Linked DNA regions of Mus musculus: all the other regions are linked to region 4. A link is a contact called in public ChIA-PET and promoter capture Hi-C data. All regions are on one chromosome and are shown on one strand. The core of a region is the stretch at or near the end of the contact, and the rest is flanking DNA. Distances in the headings are between cores, read along the strand shown. Region 1 holds the start of Unc13d (unc-13 homolog D). Region 2 has its middle 8.4 kb from the start of Wbp2. Region 3 holds the start of H3f3b (H3.3 histone B). Region 4 holds the start of Rhbdf2 (rhomboid 5 homolog 2).

Evidence for each region. Promoter capture Hi-C pulls out the DNA fragments that hold promoters and counts their contacts. ChIA-PET counts read pairs in DNA pulled down with a chosen protein or histone mark.
Region 1: a contact with region 4 is called in a promoter capture Hi-C map of stem cell-derived epiblast-like cells, with 2.5 times the contacts expected there. The contact joins the promoter of Unc13d here to the promoter of Rhbdf2 in region 4. A contact is called at or near these places in 2 of 39 promoter capture datasets (pre-B cells and stem cell-derived epiblast-like cells), 1 of 484 Hi-C or Micro-C datasets (reprogramming fibroblasts) and 2 of 115 datasets of contacts at active chromatin or transcription factors (embryonic stem cells and large pre-B cells).
Region 2: a contact with region 4 is called in a promoter capture Hi-C map of pre-B cells, with 3 times the contacts expected there. The contact joins the enhancer-like site here to the promoter of Rhbdf2 in region 4. A contact is called at or near these places in 4 of 39 promoter capture datasets (the 3T3-L1 cell line, hippocampal neurons, pre-B cells and 1 more), 1 of 484 Hi-C or Micro-C datasets (reprogramming fibroblasts), 1 of 115 datasets of contacts at active chromatin or transcription factors (embryonic stem cells) and 1 of 9 other capture datasets (embryonic stem cells).
Region 3: an RNA polymerase II ChIA-PET map of memory CD8 T cells shows a contact between it and region 4, with 67 read pairs. The contact joins the promoter of H3f3b here to the promoter of Rhbdf2 in region 4. A contact is called at or near these places in 15 of 39 promoter capture datasets (the 3T3-L1 cell line, 3T3-L1-derived adipocytes, the C10 cell line and 7 more), 1 of 484 Hi-C or Micro-C datasets (embryonic stem cells) and 4 of 115 datasets of contacts at active chromatin or transcription factors (bone marrow-derived dendritic cells, effector CD8 T cells, large pre-B cells and 1 more).

What each region holds. Positions count from the first base shown.
Region 1 is chr11:116,074,839-116,080,111 of GRCm38.p6, forward strand. It overlaps Unc13d (unc-13 homolog D), which reads right to left and starts at 3,123. Exons shown (of 33, transcript NM_001009573.2): 1 at 3,107-3,123; 2 at 2,610-2,823; 3 at 1,914-1,949; 4 at 1,604-1,711; 5 at 1,432-1,491; 6 at 1,270-1,336; 7 at 867-1,047. The coding sequence starts at 2,723. Wbp2 (WW domain binding protein 2) reads right to left here. Exons shown (of 8, transcript NM_016852.3): 7 at 4,870-4,946; 8 at 3,733-4,758. The coding sequence ends at 4,705.
Region 2 is chr11:116,092,879-116,097,958 of GRCm38.p6, forward strand. No RefSeq gene overlaps it. Among named protein-coding and RNA genes, the nearest start is that of Wbp2, 8.4 kb to the left of the region's middle. Within about 2 kb of position 2,788, at least 30 of the 459 cell types and tissues checked have an H3K27ac peak or open chromatin away from gene starts, as enhancers often do.
Region 3 is chr11:116,022,775-116,028,140 of GRCm38.p6, forward strand. H3f3b (H3.3 histone B) reads right to left here and starts at 1,730. Exons shown (of 4, transcript NM_008211.3): 1 at 1,605-1,730; 2 at 1,108-1,245; 3 at 851-1,004; 4 at 1-761. The coding sequence starts at 1,235. The coding sequence ends at 633.
Region 4 is chr11:116,622,467-116,627,805 of GRCm38.p6, forward strand. It overlaps Rhbdf2 (rhomboid 5 homolog 2), which reads right to left and starts at 1,754. Exons shown (of 19, transcript NM_001167680.2): 1 at 1,712-1,754.

The DNA of each region.
Region 1 (5,273 bases), core at 1,873-4,372, 550 kb before region 4:
TGTATGCCACTAGCGCCAGGCTTTTTCCTCCCTTTTGATTTTTTTTTATCGTGGGTCCAGTATCTTATTACGTAGCCTTGGCTAGTCGGGAACTCACTATGTAGACAAGGCTGGCCTCAAATTCACAAAGATCTGCCTACCTCTCCCTCCCAAGTGCTGGGATAAAAAAATTCAGCCAGCATGGTTTCTCCTTCCACAACACCACTGTACCTTTTTCAAGGAAGGGCTGCAGTGTCCCCTGGCCACTGCTCACCCAGAGCAGCTGACTCTCCCTGCTTACTACTATAGAGCAGACTTAATATTTATGTGGCAGGGTCTTGCCATGTAGCCTCGGTTAGCCTTGAACTTGCCATCTTCCTGCCTTATCCTCTTGAGCTAGGGTTACAGGTATGAGGCACTATATCATACAGATGTATGACTGGCGTTTACATCATGGGTCTGTCCTACGTGGATGAACCCTGGGAGGCTGGGGAGGGGACACAAGGTCTGCCTCCTCCTGAGAACCAAGGGCTAAGCTGTGTCTCTTGATTCAGGAAGATCTCTGATCCTCTTTTTTTTTTTTTTTTTTTTTTTTATTTATTTTTTTTAAAGATTTATTTATTTATTTATTATATGTAAGTACACTGTAGCTGTCTTCAGACGCACCAGAAGAGGGCATCAGATCTCATTACGGGTGGTTGTGAGCCACCATGTGGTTGCTGGGATTTGAACTTCGGACCTTCAGAAGAGCAGTCGGGTGCTCTTACCCACTGAGCCATCTCACCAGCCCCCTCTCTGATCCTCTTATCTAGAAAAACCTTATACCCTGAGGTGCTGGAGAGAGATGGGAGCAGGAAATAGAGGGTGGCTGGAACAGGGCCACGTACAAGATAAAGGTCTCGTCCCAGACGGGATTAAGTGTCTGGCTCTTGACTTGGGTGCGATGGGTCTCCTCTTCCGGGATGGTGTGCTTCACCACTGCCTTCTGCCGACGTCGGGACACAGGGCTGCCCTCTGCTACACCAACCTTCTGCTCGATGCCCAGCAGGCAGTAGGGGTCGCTGAACCCTAGGAAGGTGTGAGAGACAAGACTCTAGGGAGTCAGCCAGCTCCCCTTGAATTCCCATCAGCCCCACTGGGGCCCAGCCTCCTCCCGAGACATCTGGATAAGGTCCCTGGAGACTCAGCGTCTACATGCAAGAGGCTAGCAGCTCGGGGATCTTTGGAAGAGCTCAAGGCCAGATTATGATGGGGAGAGGAGGTTTTCAGGGACACCTTGACCACACTCACCGCTGACATCTTTTCCCAGAATACCCTTGGCCTGTTTCACTGTGGCCTTCAGGCAAAATACTGGCTTCTGTAAGGATGGGAGGGGGCTGCCTGAGTTCCCCTGAGGTGACCAGCTTTCTTCCCGCGCCCCTTCCTCAACCAGCGTGCCCGGGACCAGTTTACCTCGAGCTCCCTGACGCGCCGCAGCATCTGCTGGTGCTCCTCAGGCTGCACCTGGAAAGCCTGAAGGGGGCAGAGGTGTGGGAGGCTGGGGAGGGGACACAAGGTGGTGGGGAGAGAGGGCCGAGCCTTGGCTCATCCTAGGAGGATGGGTGAGGGTGGAGGCTGGGTTTACCTCCTGCAGATAGCTCAGCAGTTCCGAGGCCTCCTTCACATGGTTGGGCTCTGGCTGACCCAGGCGGTGCAGGACAGTATAGAGGGCTTCCTCATACAGCAGGTCCCGCTGAGACATAGCAGGGTCCCATCATCACCCAGAAGCCCTCCCTGAGACCCACACCTCTGGCCCAGGAAAAGGGACAAAGTGGCAGATGTCCAGTGAAGGTTGAGACACAGCGTGTTCTCTACCAGGCTGCTGCATCCTCAGACTCTGGGGGCTGAGGGGCCTCCTCCATCATCCCCCACACTCTCCCAACATCTCCTCTTACCTCCTCTGGGGAGAAATGGTGGGACTGAACCTGGACCTAGGAGCAAGGTAGAAAGACACGGCGTCCCTGGAGGCCTCTCCAGCCAGCCAGGAAGGGCCATGCCTAAGACAGTGGAACCCCAGCACCTCGGCCTCTGGGCCGACCATGTCCCTCACCTGTTCCAACATAAGGCTCTCTGAAGGGCTGACCCCTGGCCCATCTTGCCCATGCCCTGGCCCGCCATGCCTGAGGTCCATGAGTGTTCAGGCCCAGCTGTGGGCTGTTTAGCACCTGCCCCCCTCTCCTTCCCCAGAGGAAACAGCAGTGCTTATCAGACGGCCACCGGCTCCTCACCCCAGCAGCGGAAGTGAGGCCTAGCAGCAGAAGTGGGTGAGTTGGGGGAGATGGCAGGCATGTCTTTGCTAGCTCAGAGGGGACCCCCAGGTAGCCCACTGTCATTGGAGATAACTGTTTCGTGGGGCTGGAACCTTCAAAGCTATAGGAACAGGGTGGGCCTGGAGTACAAGCCCACCAAAAAGAAGGGACTGGAGAAACCCACCGTGGCTCTGAGGATACTTGGTGGACCCCTCTGCCCACCCACAAGTACCCCCAGGGCCGTAGAGGGCAAGCGGGTGGGGGCCTGCCTCCCACATCCAAGCCCCACTACTACTGAGCACCCCCGGGCTGGCTCTTGCCCCTTCCTGCAGTCACTCCTACCTCCTGGGTGGCTTGGGGTGGTGGATCCTGCAGGTCTCTGACCCTGCGGCGCCTTATCTTGATGGCCTGGCGCAAGAGTGGACGCCGCTGGGGGTGGGAAAGGTGTGTCGCCATGGTGGTTGGCTCTGCCCTTCACTCTGCCACCCCCTGGCTGCGGCCGGGTGGAAACAAGGAAGCCGCAGGGTGATGCAAAGGGCCCCCGGGCTACACTCTGCTGGGGAGGGTGGAGGAAAGGAAGGGTCAGGGTGTCACTGCCTTGGTGGGGCCTTCTCCAAGCTCCCAGCAACACCCTTCAGCCTTCATCCCCGCCAGATCTTCCTCAGCCAGGAGAAAGTGGGCACAGTGGGCAGGCAAGCCCCACCCACCGTCCCACGGAGGCTCTGGGGAGAGTCCAGAGCTCCTGGCAACGGGTAAGGCCAGGCTAAGGCCGCTGCCTGCTTCAACTATGCCTGGACCGGGGAACCCACCCGCCCACCGGAGACCTGTGGTGTTCTCACCCTAAGGTTTTCTGAATGGGCCCCAGATCTGGGGCAGGGTGGGGCAGGCTCAGGGCGGTGGCTCCAGAGAGGCTAGAGGCAAGAGGCGTTCCTCAGCCAATTGCTCAGCCTGCTCCACCCCACAGGTGACATTCCAGGCAAGGGACAGAACTACTTTGTGTTAGCCAGAGATGGGGAGGAGAGGAGATGAGGCCTCGGAGCAGTCTCTGTGCGTGGGAGCATTTTGATCTGGGATCTCCCACAGCTCTCTGGCTCACTGTGAGTGGGGTGCAGGTCCGGCTTAAGGACTGCCATATTCCACCGTCTTCTTTCCTGGGTAAGGTGGCATGAAGGCACACACTGTGGTAGCCAGCCCAGCGACCCTCCCTCGTAGAAGTCCTGGCACGCCTGTGCTCAGGAGGGGAGCGGGAGGAGCAGATGGGACACAGGCCTCGTCCTGGCCCCCGCTGGCAGTGGGTGGCACAGACACCATCCCAGGCAGGTGCAGGGGCGTGGGGGCTCTGTGGGAAGGTTGAGAACCAACCACTCGCACTGAGACGGAAACCGGCCTTCTAGCCCCGCCCCCAGCAGCCCGCAGCCCCTCCTCCGGAAGACCTCACCCTGGTCACCACACAAGAGTCAGAGAACCTCCAGTCACTTCGTTTTTACTATTTCACAGTTGTAGCAAACAAATCAAGGTGCAAACAGGGTTTATTTCACATTAATATATTAACTGGACATTTTGTGTCAAATAAATAGGAATTCTCTTTAAATAACCATCTCCTCATTTTGTGTCTGGACCAGGAACGAACAAGAGCAATTCTTAGTGCATCCAGGGGGCGTGAAGCTTACAGAGGGGCAGACTGCAGGTTAGAGGTCACATAGTTGGAAGGCCTCAGTCCCAGATCAAAGGGCCTGGCGGGACAGACATGCATTCTCTATCCCTCCTGCAGAGCAGCCCCCTGTAAAGGGGAGAGGAGAGGAGGCGAATAATTCCCAGAAACAGTAGCATAGGGGCAGAGGGGCTTCCTCTGTAACACAGTGGCTTCACCTCTGATGCCAGCCACTGGAAGCGCCCAGCAAAATCCCTGGAAGCTCTCACAAAGAACAAGGTGGCCGGGTAAGTGTGACTGGACTGACAGTCTGCTGGGACAGCGGCCTTCCAGAGCCAGGAGCACACCAGGGGTAAGGAATGTGAACAGGGTTTGGCAGGGCCTGTTGGGGAGACACATGGCTGGTCTTAGGAGCCCAAGAGATGAAGAACAATGGTCACCAGGCTGAAGGGGCTGGGCAGCAGTGAGGAGTGGCCAGAGAGTCCCTCTGTATGGGTGGGGGCTAGTATCATGAGGAACGAGGGTCACCCCGTGCTCCTGCGAGCTCCAGAGATGGTGAAAGGGAAGCTGGGAAGAAGAGCGCTGTGAGCTGAGCTAGGGCGAGAAGCTGGGACGTGCCTCTCAGAGGCCAGGAGTTCCACCTTTCTATCAGGGCTAGCTCCTGCTAACTTTATACTCAGGCCTGGGGAAGAACAGGGCCCTCCCTGGCCTCCTGGAATCCCAGATGCAGCCCCACGGGAGGCCCAGGAAGGGGTCTCTGGGTAAGAGGCGGGAAGTGGGCAGGGTCTACTGGGTCTTCTTGTCTTCTGGGGGGTAGTAGGGTGGTGGTGGAGGCTGGCTCTAGAGAAAAAAAAAAAAAGTTCACATGAGACATCACAGGACTAGCTGTGCTGGCTTCCAACGCCAGCTCCCAGGCTGCGTGACTAAGAAGGCGGTCCCCTGCCAACTCACCGTGGGCATGTAGACATTGTGTGGGTTGCCTGGGTTGTAATAGGCACTGGCAGCGGCTTCTGCAGCCTTGGCCTCGGCTGTTAAAGCAAACACATGGGGAGATAGCAGCAAGCGGTGAGCCCCTCCTCCGCCCTCATCCAAGCTCCTAGGCCCATTTGTAGGCGAGAACACTGAGTTACAGAGGTGATCTTCTGACTCCAAAAAGGTCACCATAAGCCAAGAAGCCACAGAGTCCTCATCTCACCGTACCTTTGGATTTGTGTTCTGTGGCACCTGGGATAGAGCCCAGGCCCAGCCCACTCAAGCAAGTGCACACTGAACCACACCCAGCCCTTGGATATAGCTCTTCACCACCAGGCTACCACTGTGCTGGTGCCTTTTGGGTGGTCTGTAACCCAGAGGCC
Region 2 (5,080 bases), core at 1,538-4,037, 530 kb before region 4:
TACGAACGTATGTATGTATGTAGTATGTATGTGTGTTATGTATGTATATATGTATGTATGTATGTATTGTGTATGTATGTATGTATGTATGTACTATGTATGTACGTATGTATGCACGTGGTTCAGCAGATGCTGCATTTCCAGAAGGCCTGGGTTTGATTCCCAGCACTCACATGGTAGCTTACAATCTTCTGTAATTCAGTTCCAAGGGCTCTGACACCCTCTTCTGGCCTCTGAGGGTGTCCCTGTGCATGTGATGTACAGACACCCATGCACATAAAATAAAAATAATTCCAGGGCTGGTGAGATGGCTCAGTGGGTAAGAGCACCCGATTGCTCTTCCGAAGGTCAGGAGTTCAAATCCCAGCAACCACATGGTGGCTCACAACCATCGGTAACGAGATCTGACTCCCTCTTCTGGAGTGTCTGAGGATAGCTACAATGTACTTACATATAATAAATGAATAAATAAATCTTAAAAAAAAATTCCAAAAAGGATTTATTTTATTTTTAAATACGCATATGCGTCTGAGTATGTGGAAGAGGTCAGGTGCCTGAAGAGGTCAGAGGTGGTAGATCTGCAGCTGTGAGATCTGACATGGGTGCTGGGAACCAAACCTGAGTCTTCTGGAAAAGCAGTGTGCGCTTAGCCACCTGACCGTCTCTTCAGCCCTGTTCACAATTTATTGCTTTATATCTTTAAATAAAACCAGGTTTGTGAGCCTTCAGGAGGCTGAAGCAGGAGGATCATGAATTTCAAGTTGCCGGGGCAACCCAGAGAACAAGCATCCAACTTTAAACTTAATAATAAACTTCAAAAAGAAGGGGAAACCCATTCAGCTATGGTTCTGCAAGAATGCCTATACAAGGATGGGGAGTCGTGTCCCGCTCACTCCTTATCCAGCAGGCGTTAGAGGCAGAGCCTGACTCTGTGGGCCTCAAGCTCATACAGTTTTGGAGGTCCTCTTTTAGAAATACGGCGCACTTCTTTGAACAGAGACATTCACAAAGCCGCACTGGACAGGAAGTGTTCTGGTGAGGAAGTTGGGGAGTTAGAGATAGTGAGCTTTATCGGCCAACAAGGCCAACTCGGAGAGTTTTAGGGAAACAGATGACCATGTGACACATTAAAAAAACAAAACAAAACTGGAGAGGGTTCTAGGAGAAAAAGGGGGGGAAGGGTGGCAGCAAGGGAGAGGAGAAGGGGGTCCTGCGCTGAGCTTTTCAGTCCACCAGTATAATCTCAGAGTCTGAAGACAGAGCGAGGGGCCAGGACTTCAGGGTCGTCCTCAGCGGTGTAAGACCTTGTCCTCCCCCAAATAAACAACTATCCGAGGAATGCGGTCTTGCTGGGTTGCCAAGGCTTGCTTCAAACTCTTAGATTTAGGTGGTCCTCCTGCCTTGGCCGACAGAGTGGCTGCGACTGCAGGTTTGGACCACTGCGCCTTGCTTCACAAGCCAAGCTGAGGGGGCAAGACCTAGATAGGATCGGACTGAGAAGAATAAAGAATAAGGGCTGGAGAGATGGCTCAGAGGTTAAGAGCACTGACTGCTCTTCTGAAGGTCCTGAGTTTAAATCCCAGCAACCACATGAGATCTGATGCCCTCTTTTGGGGTGTCTGAAGACAGCTACAGTGTACTTACATATAAGTAATAAATAATATAATAAATAAATATTTTTTTAAAAAAAGAATAAACTACCTGAGGTCACAGAGCAGTCACAAAAGGACCTACTAACCACAGGGCATATTTTTTATTTTTATTCCTTTTAAGTTTGTATGTATGGTACCACATTGTATAGGTAGAGGCCAGAGGACAAATCTTGGGGGCGAGTTTTCTATAGTTTCCATAGTGTGGATCCCAAACTTGGTGGAAGGGCTTTAACCTACTGATCCACCCTACTAATCAATCCACTTTTTCCTTTGTGTGTGTGTGTGTGTGTGAGAGAGAGAGAGAGAGAGAGAGAGAGAGTGTGTTTTGTTGTTGTTGTTTGGGTCTCTCTGTACTCTGTATAGTCCTGGCTGTTCTGGAACTCACTATGTAGACCAGGCTGGTCACAAACTCAATGGAATCCTCTTGCCTCTGCCTCCTGCTGCTCAGACCACCATACCTGACTGTTCCTTCCATGTGCACTTGGGGGGGGGGGTGCACTGTTTTTGAGACAGGGTTTCTCTGTGTATCCCTTGCTATCCTGGAACTCACTTGTGGACTAGGCTGGTCTTGAACTGGAGTCCTCAATATTTAGCCTACCCTCTCGTTGAACTCAGAGCAGTCCTTCTGCCCAGCCTCCTGATTGCTGAGAGTACCGAGATGCCCTCTTCAGAAGCCTCATGTCTTTCTTTTTGTTCCTCTTTGTTCTGAAGATTTATTATTTCTTTTTTTTTTAAAAGATTTATTTATTTATTTATTATATGTAAGTACACTGTAGCTGTCTTTAGACACTCCAGAAGAGGGCGTCAGATTTCATTACGGATGGTTGTGAGCCACCATGTGGTTGCTGGGATTTGAACTCAGGACCTTCGGAAAAGCAGTCGGCGCTCTTGACCACTGAGCCATCTCGCCAGCCCAGATTTATTATTTCTATGGGTATGTGTGCAGGAGTCTGCTGAGGCGGTGAGATGGTGTTGGATCATCTAGAACTGAAGTTACAGGCAAGGCTCTGAACTGGTTGGTGTGTGTGTTGGGACCAAATCCTGTCCCCTACAAAAGCAGTCTTAAGCACTGAGCCATCTCTTCAGCTCCTGGGAAGTGTTTTATAGGAATAGAGAATTGTCAGAGAACCAGGACTAGGCCAGAGGTCACCGGGCTTCTGACCAAATGACAGCTGGGTAGAAAACCCACTTCCTAGAACAATTGTACTCTCGTTCCAGTTTATCTAAAATTGTTCCAGCACTTTATCACGAATGTCATTTTTGCCAGGAGGAGACTATGAATTGCAACAGCTAAAAAGCAAAACAATAAAAGCTTTGCCCTGAGCCAAGTTTGGAACTAAGGAACTAATTTTTTTCTTTCTTTTTTTTAAAAGAGGTTTTTTTTTTTTTTTTTTTTTTTTTTTTTTTTTTTTTTTTTTTTTTTGGTTTTTGAGACAGGGTTTCTCTGTGTAGCACTGGCTGTCCTGGAACTCACTTTGTAGACCAGGTTGGCCTCGAACTCAGAAATCCACCTGCCTCTGCCTCCCAAGTGCTGGATTAAAGACGTGCACCACCACCGCCCGGCTTTTATTTTTTCTTTTTTCTTTCTTTTTTTTTTTAAGATTTATTTATTTTTATTATATGTGAGTACACTGTAGCTGTCTTCAGACACTCCAGAAGAGGGAGTCAGATCTCATTTCAGATGGCTGTGAGCCACCATATGGTTGCTGGGAATTGAACTCAGGACCTCTGGAAGAGCAGTCACTGCTCTTAACCACTGAGCCATCTCTCCAGCCCCCTCTTTTTTTTTTTTTTAAAGAGATTTTAATTATTTATTTTATACAAGTGAGTGCTCTATTTGTTTATGTGCCTGTGTGGTGCCAGAAGGTCCCATTACAGATGGCTGTGAGCCATCACGTGGGTGGTAGGTTCTGGGAATTGAATTCAGGGCCTCTGGAAGAGCAGACAGTGCGCTTAACCACTGAGCCATCTCTCCAGCCCCTGGAACTAATGTTTTCTATTTTACCTCTTTTTTTTTTTTTTTTTTAAATAAAAGAAAAGAAAAGGGAAGTTTTACAAGAACAAGCATCCTGGCTGGCTCAGTCAGAGAGACTGAGCGCACTCTTAACTTCCTGTGGCAGGATTACTGTCCGAGCTGTTAGGATTCATTTCATACTTTGTTCAGCAGGAGACCAAAAGGCCTGTGATTTCAGCATTTGGGAAGCTGAGGCAGGAGGACCAAGAGACACACATGTTTGGGCTACAGAGCATGGGAAAATAAGTCACAAGGCTTTTCTTCCCATGGGACTTTCTCATCATGGGGCTGGAGAGACAGCTTTCTGGTTAAGAGCACTTTGTGCTCTTCCAGAAGCCCTGAATTTGCTCCCAGCCCTTACAACTATCTGTAACTACAGTTCCAGGCAATCTGGCACCCTCTTCTGGCAGCCGTGGGTACTGCACACATGTGGTACACAGACTTGTAGACACTCATGCACATAAAATAAAATGGAAAAGAAGACAGTGTCACAGGCCTGTGACCCAGCTACTCTGGAAGCTCAGGAGACAGGAGGATTGAAGGCCAGGGCTACAAGCCTGGGTAACTTAGTGGGACCCTGCCCTAAAGTACAAATTATAAAATAGGATGCTATTATAGCTTAGTTACAAGTGCTAACCTGCCGAGCGTGGTGGCGCACGCCTTTAATCCCAGCACTCTGGAGGCAGAGGCAGGCGGATTTCTGAGTTCCAGGCCAGCCTGGTCTACAAGGTGAGTTCCAGGACAGCCAGGGCTACATAGAAACCCTGTCTCAAACAAACAAACAAACAAACAAACAAAGAGTGCTAACCTACCAAGTGTGAGGCTCAGAGTTCAAATCTCTAATACAACCAATAATAATAATGATGATAATTGAACCCTTTTCTAGTTCTTAGAGCAGCACCTTATCTTTTCTGTCTCGTGTCTTTTTTTTATGTGTGTGTTATTTTTGTTTGTTGTGTGTTTTGTTTTGCTTTTTGAGACAGGGTCTCATGTAGCCCAAGTTGACTTAGAATTCCTTCTGTAGCCCCCCCTCAAAAAAAAAGACCTTGAACTTGGGACTCTCCTATTTCTGCTTCCTGAGTGCTAAGGTTATAAGCACGTGCCACCATGCCCAATACCAGCTTTTATTTTGTGTGTTGGTAGGGGTATATTTTTCTAATTTTTAATTTTTTTTTAGATTTATTTATGTATGTGAGTACACTGTAGCTGTACAAATAGTTGTGAGCCTTCATATTATTGTTGGGAATTGAATTTTAAGACCTCTGCTCGCTCTGGTCAACTCTGCTCGATCTGGCCCAAAGATTTATTTATTACTATACTAAGTACACTGTAGCTGTCTTCAGACACACCAGAAGAGGGTGTCAGATCTCATTACAGATGGTTGTGAGCCACCATGTGGTTGCTGGGAATTGAA
Region 3 (5,366 bases), core at 480-2,979, 600 kb before region 4:
TAAAAACAAATGCAGTCTAGTCAGGAAATACCAACTGGACTAAATTACACACACCTTAATGACAAGACTCCCCACCACTTGTGAATGTAAAACATTTAATTTAAAAATGTTGAACACTACAATATATAAAATAGCTATTATAAATGCACATAGTGTATTCTATAGCTGCCAGGTTTACTTTTTTTTTTTTAAAGGAAACTGTTACACTGTGGCTAAAACTTGTATCTTCAACCTTTGAAAAAGCCCACATTCTATCACAGTGATGTATGGTTAAACACTTGGATCAAGTCATAACCAGTTTTATTGCAAAAGGACCCTGTACACATTTATCAATTCTAGTACCTTAATAGCTACCCAACAAGTCATTAACATACAGAAACATGCATCATGAAAAGCAAGAAGTATCACCCATCCCTTCTGCGTATTAGCAACTTGTCACTCCTGAGCCACAGTGCTCACATCACTGAGGTCTGTGAACAGTCAGTCACTCTTCCCATTCATCCTGAGTGAAAGATGGAATGACTTAAGTACAAATGCAACATATTATAAACAATTTCTTACAAAAAAAGTCACAAATTAAACCAAAGTATTTTACAGAATTTACTACAAAATGCCATAAAAACCGCTTCAACTTAAGCTCTCTCCCCCCGTATCCGGCGAGCCAACTGGATGTCTTTGGGCATGATGGTGACTCTCTTGGCGTGGATGGCACACAGATTGGTATCTTCAAACAACCCCACCAGGTATGCTTCGCTAGCCTCCTGTTGAGGACAAGAGCAACAGCATTAACACTCCTACTGGAGCAATCAAGCCGCCGCCCCGAGTGCCACCAAGCCTTTTGTCCCTTTACCTGAAGGGCACCGATGGCTGCACTTTGAAACCTCAAGTCGGTTTTGAAATCCTGGGCGATCTCCCTCACCAATCTCTGGAATGGCAGCTTCCGGATGAGCAGCTCAGTCGATTTCTGGTAACGACGGATCTCTCTCAGAGCCACGGTCCCTGGCCTGCAGTCACCAGAAGAAGGAAGGCGTCAACGGTCAGGGAGAAGGGAGAGAGCGCCCGCCCGCAAGCCGGCGGCCAAGTCATTGTTCCCAGCCCTCTGCCTACCTGTAGCGGTGAGGCTTCTTCACCCCGCCGGTAGAGGGCGCGCTTTTCCGAGCCGCCTTGGTGGCCAGCTGTTTGCGGGGGGCTTTCCCACCGGTGGACTTCCTAGCGGTCTGCTTGGTTCGGGCCATTTTTTTTCACCTGCGAGACAAGCGACGTTCAAGGCCAGGTCACCGGGCTCCGGCTGCCAGGCGCCCCTCCTCGCCGCAGCAGATGGCGGCCGCCGCCTCCTCCCCCTCCCCTAATGACTCAGGCTGCGCCGGGCTGCGGCCTCCCCCGGGAGGGGGAGCGCGGGGAGGAGCAACTTCCCGCTCCACGGGCGGCCGGAAACACCGCGGCGGGACCTGTGAGTCACCACCGGGAAGCAGACAGGACGGAGGTGGCGGAACGCGACCGAACTCGACCTCCCGGGCTGCCTCACCGACCAGACCGTCGGCTGCCAGCGACCGCGGTCCTAAAAGCCAGGGAGGCTCCGGCCGCCGGCAGAGCCGCGAACTCACCCAAAGCCGAGTCTGGGGCCCTTGCTGAGACCGAGGCGACGCTGGAAGCGCTCGAACAAGAGCCGCAATCGGCGAGCAGAACGGGCAGATACTCCACCAACGAACGACCAAACCGCTCTGCGCTCCAAGCCCCCCGACGCCTCCATATTTATAGAGACGCTGCACGCTGCGTCAGTGCGTCACAGAACCCTGATTTGCATACACCAACGACTTTTTCGATTGGCGGGAGCTTTCGCCGACGCGCTGACATCTCCCGACACAAAGGCCGTACTTCGGGGCCGTTTCCTGATTGGCCGGTGTTCAGGCCACTGATTGGCTGTTACAATTGCTTCAGGATTGGCTGGATGCAAAGAGGAACAGACGAATCAGAGTTTAGCACTAGGGAGCTCTTCTGATTGGATAAAATGGAGCTATGTTTGGATCCTTCTCTTGGTTCCAAAGCTCTACAATAGAAAGTCAATGCAAATGAATTGCACTAGTCTCCTGGAATTTAAGAAAGTTGGGTCGGCAAGAGTCTACGACTTTTTTGCATCAAGAGACCATTTTAGAGAGATTTTGCGTAAATATAATAATAGTAATTATTACTATTATTTTAATGTAGGATGAAATTATTCCCTGAATAATTTACTTTCTGTAATTTTCATCGTTTAATATAGTATGAGAAATGTAATCCAGTCAGTCATCTTACAGCATATAGTGTTTTGTGCACTGTAAATGCATACACATTCTAAAGCATAAAGCAATTGTTTGATGGGGAAGGGTAATAGACACAAAGAATCAAAATTCAAAAAAATTATTTCCGAGTTGGGTGGTGCTGCAGGCCTTTAATCTCAGCTTTTAGGAAGCTCAAAGGCAAGCAGATTTCTGTGAACATGAGGCCAGCCTGATCCACAGGGGGTGGGGGGTTCCAGGCCAAGCAGACCTACCTACAGAGATCTTGTCTTTTATAAATCCTGGTTTGTTTGTTTTTTCTCCAGGACTACATAAACCAAGCTCCAGGTGCATGAAGGTAATATCAGAGATGGAATCAGGATCCAAAATTCAAGGTCATTCACAGCTACTTAAGTCAAGGCCAGTCTAGGATATATAAAACAGTTTCAAGAAAACAAAAAACAACAAAAGGGGACTGTTCCTTGCATCCTAGCGCTCTGGAGGCAGGCAAAGCCATGTGAGTTTAAAGGCAGGACCACACCAGCAAAAGCTACCCAGGGAGACCGTGTCTCAAAACAAAACAACAAATACCTATTTTTGCATGTTTAATTCAGGCCATCACAAAATATTTTATTTCAATGTACTTAGAGTTAATAAGAAGTTGTCAGGCATGCTGGCACACACATTTCTTTAATCCCAGCAACCTGGAGACAGAGGCAGGTGGCTTTGAGGCCAACCTGGTCTACATAGAAATTACAGAATAGCCAGAGCTACTTAGTGAGTCTCTGTCTTAAAAACCAACCAAAGGGGGCTGGTGAGATGGCTCAGTGGGTAAGAGCACCCGACGGCTCTTCCAAAGGTCTGGAGTTCAAATCCCAGCAACCACATGGTGGCTCAAAACCATCCTAACGAGATCTGACTCCCTCTTCTGGAGTGTCTGAAGACAGCTACAGTGTACTTACATATAATAAATAAATAAATCTTTAAAAAAAAAAAAAAAAAAAAAAAAACCAACCAAAGAAGTAGTAATTACCTGCTTGTATATTTCTTGAACTATTTAATTCGACTGCATGAAATAAATACACCGGAAGAGTAACAACCTCAAGAGGGTGTCATGTCCATAAGGAGAAGATAATATAAAAAATGGGTGTCCTTGTGTAATATTTGGTAATTATTACTTATGTCAAAAACCTGACAGATTTTAGAAAGATGTCTGAATGTTTTGCCTGGTTGGTGCCCGTGGGAGTTAGAATAGGGTACTGGATTTACGGTTGGTTGTGAGCCACCATGTGGATGCTGAAAATTGAATCCAGGTCCTCTGCTAAAGCAACAAGTGCTCTTAATTGCTGAGCTATGTCTCCAGCATTATAAAAATACCACTTTTGGGGACAGGGATTGCGGTTGCAAGTTTGAGTTTGAGGCCAGCTTAGTCTACAGAACAAGTTCCAGGACATCCAGGGTTACATAGAGAAACCCTGTAAAATCCCAGTCTTTATCTTGTTTAATGAATTATCAGTATAATGAAATATTCAAATATAAGACAACAAAGCAAGTCTAAGTGTTACCAGTCAAAGCCCAGAAAAGTGAGACCTACTGCCTGCAAGTCCCCATCTTCCTGCCTTGGTGCCTCCAGAGTGCTGGGATTTCAGATGTGTCAGTGAGGACATGTGCCTACTCCTTTCCCTTTGAGACAGGGGTCTCACTCTGTAGCCCAGGCTACCCTGAAAATCACTATGTATTCCAGTATATCTTGATCTTGTGACTATCCTCCTGCCTCATTCTTCCAAAGGATGAGATTGTGAGATCTCCCACACTTGGCTCTGGAGTCCTCTTAACAAGTACCATACAGCTTTAATTATTAGACCTAAGCTGTTACTGTTTTTGGAGATAGGTTTTCATGTAGCTGAGGCTGACACATCTATCTATCTATCTATCTATCCATCCATCCATCCATCCATCCATCCATCTCAGGGATCTGAGTGCTGTGGTTAAAGCCCTGTGCTAACACACCTTTCCTTCCTTCCTTCTTTCTTCCTTTCTTCTTTAAAAAAAAAAAAGATTTATTTATTTATTTATTTAGAGACAGGGTTTCTCTGTATAGCCCTGGCTGTCCTGGAATTCACTTTGTAGACCAGGCTGGTCTCAAAATCAGAAATCTGCCTGCCTTTGCCTCCCAAGTGCTGGGATTAAAGGCCCGGTTTTCTTCCTTCCTTCCTTTCTTTCTTTCTCTCTCTCTTTCTTTCTTTCTTTCTTTCTTTCTTTCTTTCTTTCTTTCTTTCTTTCTTTCTTTCTTCTCTCTTCTCTCTTCCTCCAACTCCCCCCTCTTCTTTTCTTCTTCACCACCATGGTGGCTGGACTCACAGTGCCCCATCTGCCTCTGGGGTTAAAGTAGCACACTGCTATGCCTGGCTTCCACACTCATGTTCTTGTGTTTTGAGAGATGGTCTTATTAAGTAGTCCAGGATGGACTTCAACTTGTGGAAATCCTCCTGTCTCTGCTTTAGTGCTAGGATCACATGCATGTGTGGAAAAAAATTACCGACTTATTTTTCCCTGGCTTTTATTGTCAAAGGAAATCTAAAGCCTGCCCCAGGAGAGAATAAGATGTAGATGTAATTAATTCATTCATCTAAGAGAGACTAAAGAAGCCAATCCCTCTCTTATTTAATAGTTATAGGGTTTTTTGTTTTTTGTTTTTTTTGTTTTTCCTTTGTCCTGAATTGATCGATGGGAGGGAAAGCTGCAAAGGAAATGGGGAGGAGCTGAAAGTACAGTCAGATCAACACAAGACAAATAAGCAGAGGGTCAGGAGCAGTGTGCACTTGCCTGAGGGGGTGAGGTGAAGCCCTGGGCTTGATCCCAAGGCACTGCTGCAGTCAGAGCAGCTCAGCAGCATCGGGACTGTTGTTCTGTTCCTGTCCTGTCCCTGGTCCATCATGAACTTGCTGAGTGACTTTCTGCAAGTTACCTAACTTTCCTGGGTTTCGATTTCCTCTCCAGTAAATTAAGCAATTTGGATGATATCATCTTCTAATTATACTGTACATGCTCATTCGGAAGCTTCTGTTATGAACTCATTAAAAATTAAATCTATGAGATGAAGTTTCTGCA
Region 4 (5,339 bases), core at 504-3,003:
GGAAGAGAGGATTCTGGCCCTGACCTACCCAGCCAGCAACAGCCTCACCTCCATTCCCAGAAAGCTAAGAGTACAGCCCAGGAGCCCAACTCCGCGGTTTTGGGGGACCCCGTGGGTGGAAAGCTCTTTACCAGCCTCCATCCTTTACTGTCACTCAGCAAATACTACAGCAGGGCCTGAGCTCACCCTGACCAGGATTCCTACCGCCCCAGGGGCAACCCATCCTGTTGGAAGGAAAGAGAGGAGCCACAGGGAATCAGTGGACCCGTTATTCCTTGGATGTTACTTTCCTGGTGTAAATAGCTAGGGGAGTCAGTTCTGTGTTCAGAAGGAAAATTCCAGTTGGTCACATGGCATTCCGCTATCCGGGAGACCTCAGCTCATCCAGCTTTGGGAAACTCCATGGGAACAGAGCTTGGTCCTGCCCTTCCTCCATCCCCAGGGCTACTCTGGCTTACCTTGAGCTTATCCTGTGTCTGAAGCTATCCTGGGTAAAGTACTACAGACCTGTGCTTCGAGAGAGCCACTGTTCCCAGCTTCTCCTCCACAGGGCCAGTGGCCAGCCAGGGCGAAGCCTGCCCACCTATCTCTTTATCTCTCACTGAGATTCGTCCTGGCCCTTCCCAGCCCCTGGAGAAACTTAGGTAGGGAGAGAAATTCACAAGAAGTACCCTAGTGGGCTGGTGGTCATAGGACGGTCACTCAATGTTGACTTTTGAGGGGCCAGATTCTGTACTGTGGGGCAGACCTGTGATGGCCAAGTGTCTCCAGGGATTGTCAAATATCCTTAGCGGGCAAAAGCACCCCTAAGCTGAGAACCACTGCTTGAAACCAAGTTTCATTTTCTTCTCCCTGACTACAATCACAACAGCACAACATAGATGCTGGGGACAGTATTTCACCACAAGATGTCACCCACACTGGAACCCCCAATGCAGCTGGTTGAGAAACAGCAACCGCTCCACCTATGAGGCAATCCCTCAGGTACACCTCACCTTCGCTCTCTATGTCCCGGCCCTACAGACTCGCGGCTCGGTGTTTCCTGGAGTTGAATCAAGGTATGGACCTGGCTTCCCTTCTGCCCTGGGGTTGTGGTAGAGACCTGGGCCCTACAGACCTTTCGCTCCCTAACTTTCAATCCAATGCAGAAACATCAGCTGGGGGCCCAACTCTCCAAACCCCTCGGTCCTTAAGCCAGGACTCCTGAGTACACTTTCTGAGCCGCGGACTACTCTGGCGGTGTGAGCCTTCCCCATCCCCCACCCCCGCACCTGTTACTACCACGGCGGCGAAGCTCCACGCACAAAACGCTGCCCGAGGACTTTGGAAGTTCACCCGGGAGACAGGGGAATATAGTCTTAAGGTCTAAAAGGGATTTCTGGTTGGAGGCGGAGTCGCATGTTCCAACACTGGGCAGTGCCCTCTCTTCCTCTCTGGGCTTTTAAACTTTTGCGCAAACCACGCGCCCAGACATCTGGTGACTGTGCCCCGGGGAACCCCTTTAGGCGTCCTGGTCCCAGCAGAGGCCAAGGATCTGCGGGAGGGATCCAGCGGTCCCGCGGGCACAGAGTCCAGCCTCGGCCTCTAGGGCGCTCTGCGGGGCGCACAGCCCCCGACCTTCCCCGCGGCCGAACGGGGCAGCCCCGTGAATCCCTGGCCACCCGCGGCCTAGCGGACCCGAGCTCCGCCGCACCCAATTCCCCGTGCTCACCTCTCGGAGGCCCCACGTCCCGGGAAGCGGCTGAGAGCAGAGTGGGCAGCGGCGGGGCGGCGGCTACAAGGCTGAGCGCCAGCGCTCCGCCTCTTCCCTACCTGCGCGAGGGCGCAGGGGCGGGGACTGGGTGTGGGCGGGGCCTCATTGAGGCGGGGCTTCTTGGTGTGTGGGCGGTGCTTCGGGGGGCGTGGTCGGCCCGCGGCTTCTGCCTGGGCTTGTAGCTCCTGCTGCTCCACTTATGGCCACATTTAAACACTTGCCTAGCACACAGATCTTAGGTTCGATCTCCAGCAACACACGCGCTCACACGGACACACCCCCATAACAACCAAGCAAAAACCACTCAATTTCCCCTTCTCTTTCTCGTGTGACCTCAGGCTCCTTTGACTCCAGGAGCCTCGACTAGGCTTGCATCCTTTCCAGAATCCCCGATCGATCGCTGCAGCTACATCGTCTAGGAAGCCTTGGCCTTCTCTAGCTGCTGTCTCTCCTTCGTCCATTAGAATGATCTCTCCTCAGGCCTGGCATCCCTTCTAGGCCAGACCGGGTCCTTGCTGGAAGTTGGGTCTTGTCCCCTTAACCACCCCAGGACTAAACACAGAGCAGTTGGAAAGGCAACCGAGGTATATGCTAGTTCTTGGGACTGTCCCTTAGGAAACTGTGAATGTTGCTCTGCACCCAAGGACACAGAGGCTTCTTGCTAAGGCTGAAAGCTGGCTCTCACAGTAACTGGCAATAGATGCAGAGGAAGGCCCTCCACATCTCCGTGTCATGAACAGCCCCCAGGCCCAGGCTTTGGATACTCTAGCCTGGCCAATACTGACCAAGTAACTTGCTTTGTTGGCTGTAATGAGAAATAACTATATATGACTCCAGCTAACAGAGCCGGGGGTTCAAATCCTGATCTGCCATTGACTGCTCCTGTGGTCTTAGATGAATCCCCTAAGCCTCCTCGGTCTCAGCTTTCCCCTCTCTGTGTGGTAGCAGTAACAGGGAGCATTTGTGGGGCCCCTGGCTCTAACTAGCAGCTGCTGTTATCTTTGCTATTATTAGTAGTGGTGACGGCCGGCCCTCCCTCAAGTTTAAGCCACAGGCTTTTATCCTCCTTAGCCCACGTCTCTAGCCACCTTGAGCCCATAGGAGCTGGGCTGTGCCTCCTCATCTCCCTCCTGGACCCAGATATCCCTCCCTTAACTCGGCTCTGGGTGGTGCCATCTTGTGATGTTCTTACCCACTTCCTGGTAGAGTACCACTCTTCATGTTCGCGTACCTAGCCCTGTACGAAGGCCTACATTTATGACACCCTGTCCAACACTCCCATGCTCCCACCTACGAGCACTCGCCGGACCTGTCAGCTCCTGAACAAGAACAGCAGGCCGGAGAAGGGCAGGGGGTGCCACTGATACAGATGCCTAGGGCCTGGGTTAGCCCCTCACTTGGGATTTGATGTGGAAACTTACGGCAGGCAGGAAATGGCAGAGGAACGAACTAGACCTGTACCCCCAGGTCTGGAGTCCCTATCCTCAGCCCCTGCACCAATGGCCTCAGTCTTTCTTTCTGAAGTCCTCGCCCAGCCAGAGAGTATGGAGAGACCACCACCAGGGGGCGCTGCAGCAGAGCTGCTTTCAGAGGTGAGCCAGGTCTCTGGGCTCTTGTTGCTCTTAACCACCCTGCCCCCAGTCTGCCACGTTGGTGGGTTGGGTAGAGCAGAGGTTAAAAGCACTGACTGCTCTTCCAGAGGTCCTGAGTTCAACTCCCAGCAACCACATGGTGGCTCACAACCATCTGTAATGGGATCTGATACCCTCTTCTGGTGTGTCTGACAGCTATAGTGGACTCATATAAATAAAAGAATTTTTAAAATTTATTTTATTTTTTTATTTTCAAGATAGTGTTTCTCTGTGTAGCCCTGGCTGTCCTGAAACTCACTCTGTAGACCAGGCTGGCCTCCAACTCAGAAATCCTCCTGCCTCCCAAGTGCTGGGATTAAAGGTGTGTGCCACCACTGCCCGGCAATAAATAAATCTTAAAAAAAAAAAAAAAAAAGTGGGGCAGGGGAAATAATTATATGGTTGGAAGCTTTTGCTGATGTTGCAGAGACCCAGGTTCAGTTCCCAGCATGCACTTGGGATCTTGCAGACAGCCTTAACTCAGTTTCAGAGATCAAATGCCCTTCTTATACCTCCACAGGCATGTACATCATAATACATACTTAACACATACATACATACATACATACATACATATATGACACAGGCAAAACACTAATTCATGTAAAAATAAATAAATAAAATGTGTGTGCACCACATGCTTAGAGCTTTAGTTACTTCCTATTAGGCAGGGTGGCAAACTTCTCCTTCCCAGTCTCCAGCCACGGAAAGGCAAGGCTGGGGCAAAGACAGATAATAACCCCAAACTTGGGAGCTGTTTCTCTGAAGCACAGGCAGGGAGCCATTTAGTGACCCCTCCACATATCCTTAGGAAACCATGCTGAGAGCGGCAAAAGAACCAGCCCTGGGGGTTGGGGTGCAGGTGGGAGGCTGGACTTGCCTGGCATGCGTGTGAGTTCCATCATGTGAGGATCATTCTGTCTGTCCCATGGCAGCAAAGAGCATCAGGCAGAAGAGGCACCGTGGGGCTGCTGGAACCATTCAGGCCCAATCCACCTCTCAGCCTGGCAGATGCTACTCTGGCACCTGGGCTGGGCTGGGCTGGGCTGTGTCCTCACTGCTGGACGGTTGGGCTGTGTCCTCACTGCTGGACGGCTGGGCTGTGTCCTCACCCCTGTACGGCCAAGGACGAGAATATGCATGATGCTTCGGTGACATCAGAGACTTGTGCCATGCCGCCCTAGCCCTGGAGATGGAGAGATCACAGACTTGGCTGCAGTAAACCACCTCTCCTGCCTGGTGTGGGAGAGTGAGAAACAGTTGGGTGTAACGTGTGGGAATGTCACATTGCAGCTGTTAAAAGCAATGAGGTAACTGTGTGTTGATAGGGAATTATCTCCAAAATGCCCTTGAGTAGAAAAACAAAAAGTGGAATGCATACACTTGCTATGTTTTTATAACTTAAAAAAAACTGTAAAAAATTGAAATAAATACTGAAAAAATTGAGACAGTACTTTGCTCTGTAAAGCAGACTGGCTTGAATATTTTTTTATTCCCTTATCTTGTCTTGAGACAAAGTTTCACTATGTAGCCTTGGCTGGCCTGGAATTTACTATCTAGCCCAGACTGGTCTCAAATTCACAGAGATTCACCTGTCTCTGCCTCTGCCTCCTGGGAGCTGAGGTTAAAGATGTGAACCAGCACGCCCAGCTGGCCTGCAACTTTTTTGTTTGTTTGTTTGTTTTTCCATACAGGGTTTCTCTGTCTAGTCTTGGAACTTGCCCTGTAGACCAGACTATCCTTGAACTCAGAGATCTGCCTGCTTCTGTTTCCCAAGTGCTGGGACTAAAGCCATGCACAACCACCAACTTGTTTATTTTTTAAATTTTCTTATATGTATAAGTGTGTCCGTCGTCGTCGTCCCCCCACCCCCCCCCCCGCATGTGTGCCTGTGCCCTATTTGTATGACTTCAGGCCAGAAGAGGGCGCTGGATCCTCCCGTGGAACTGCAGTTA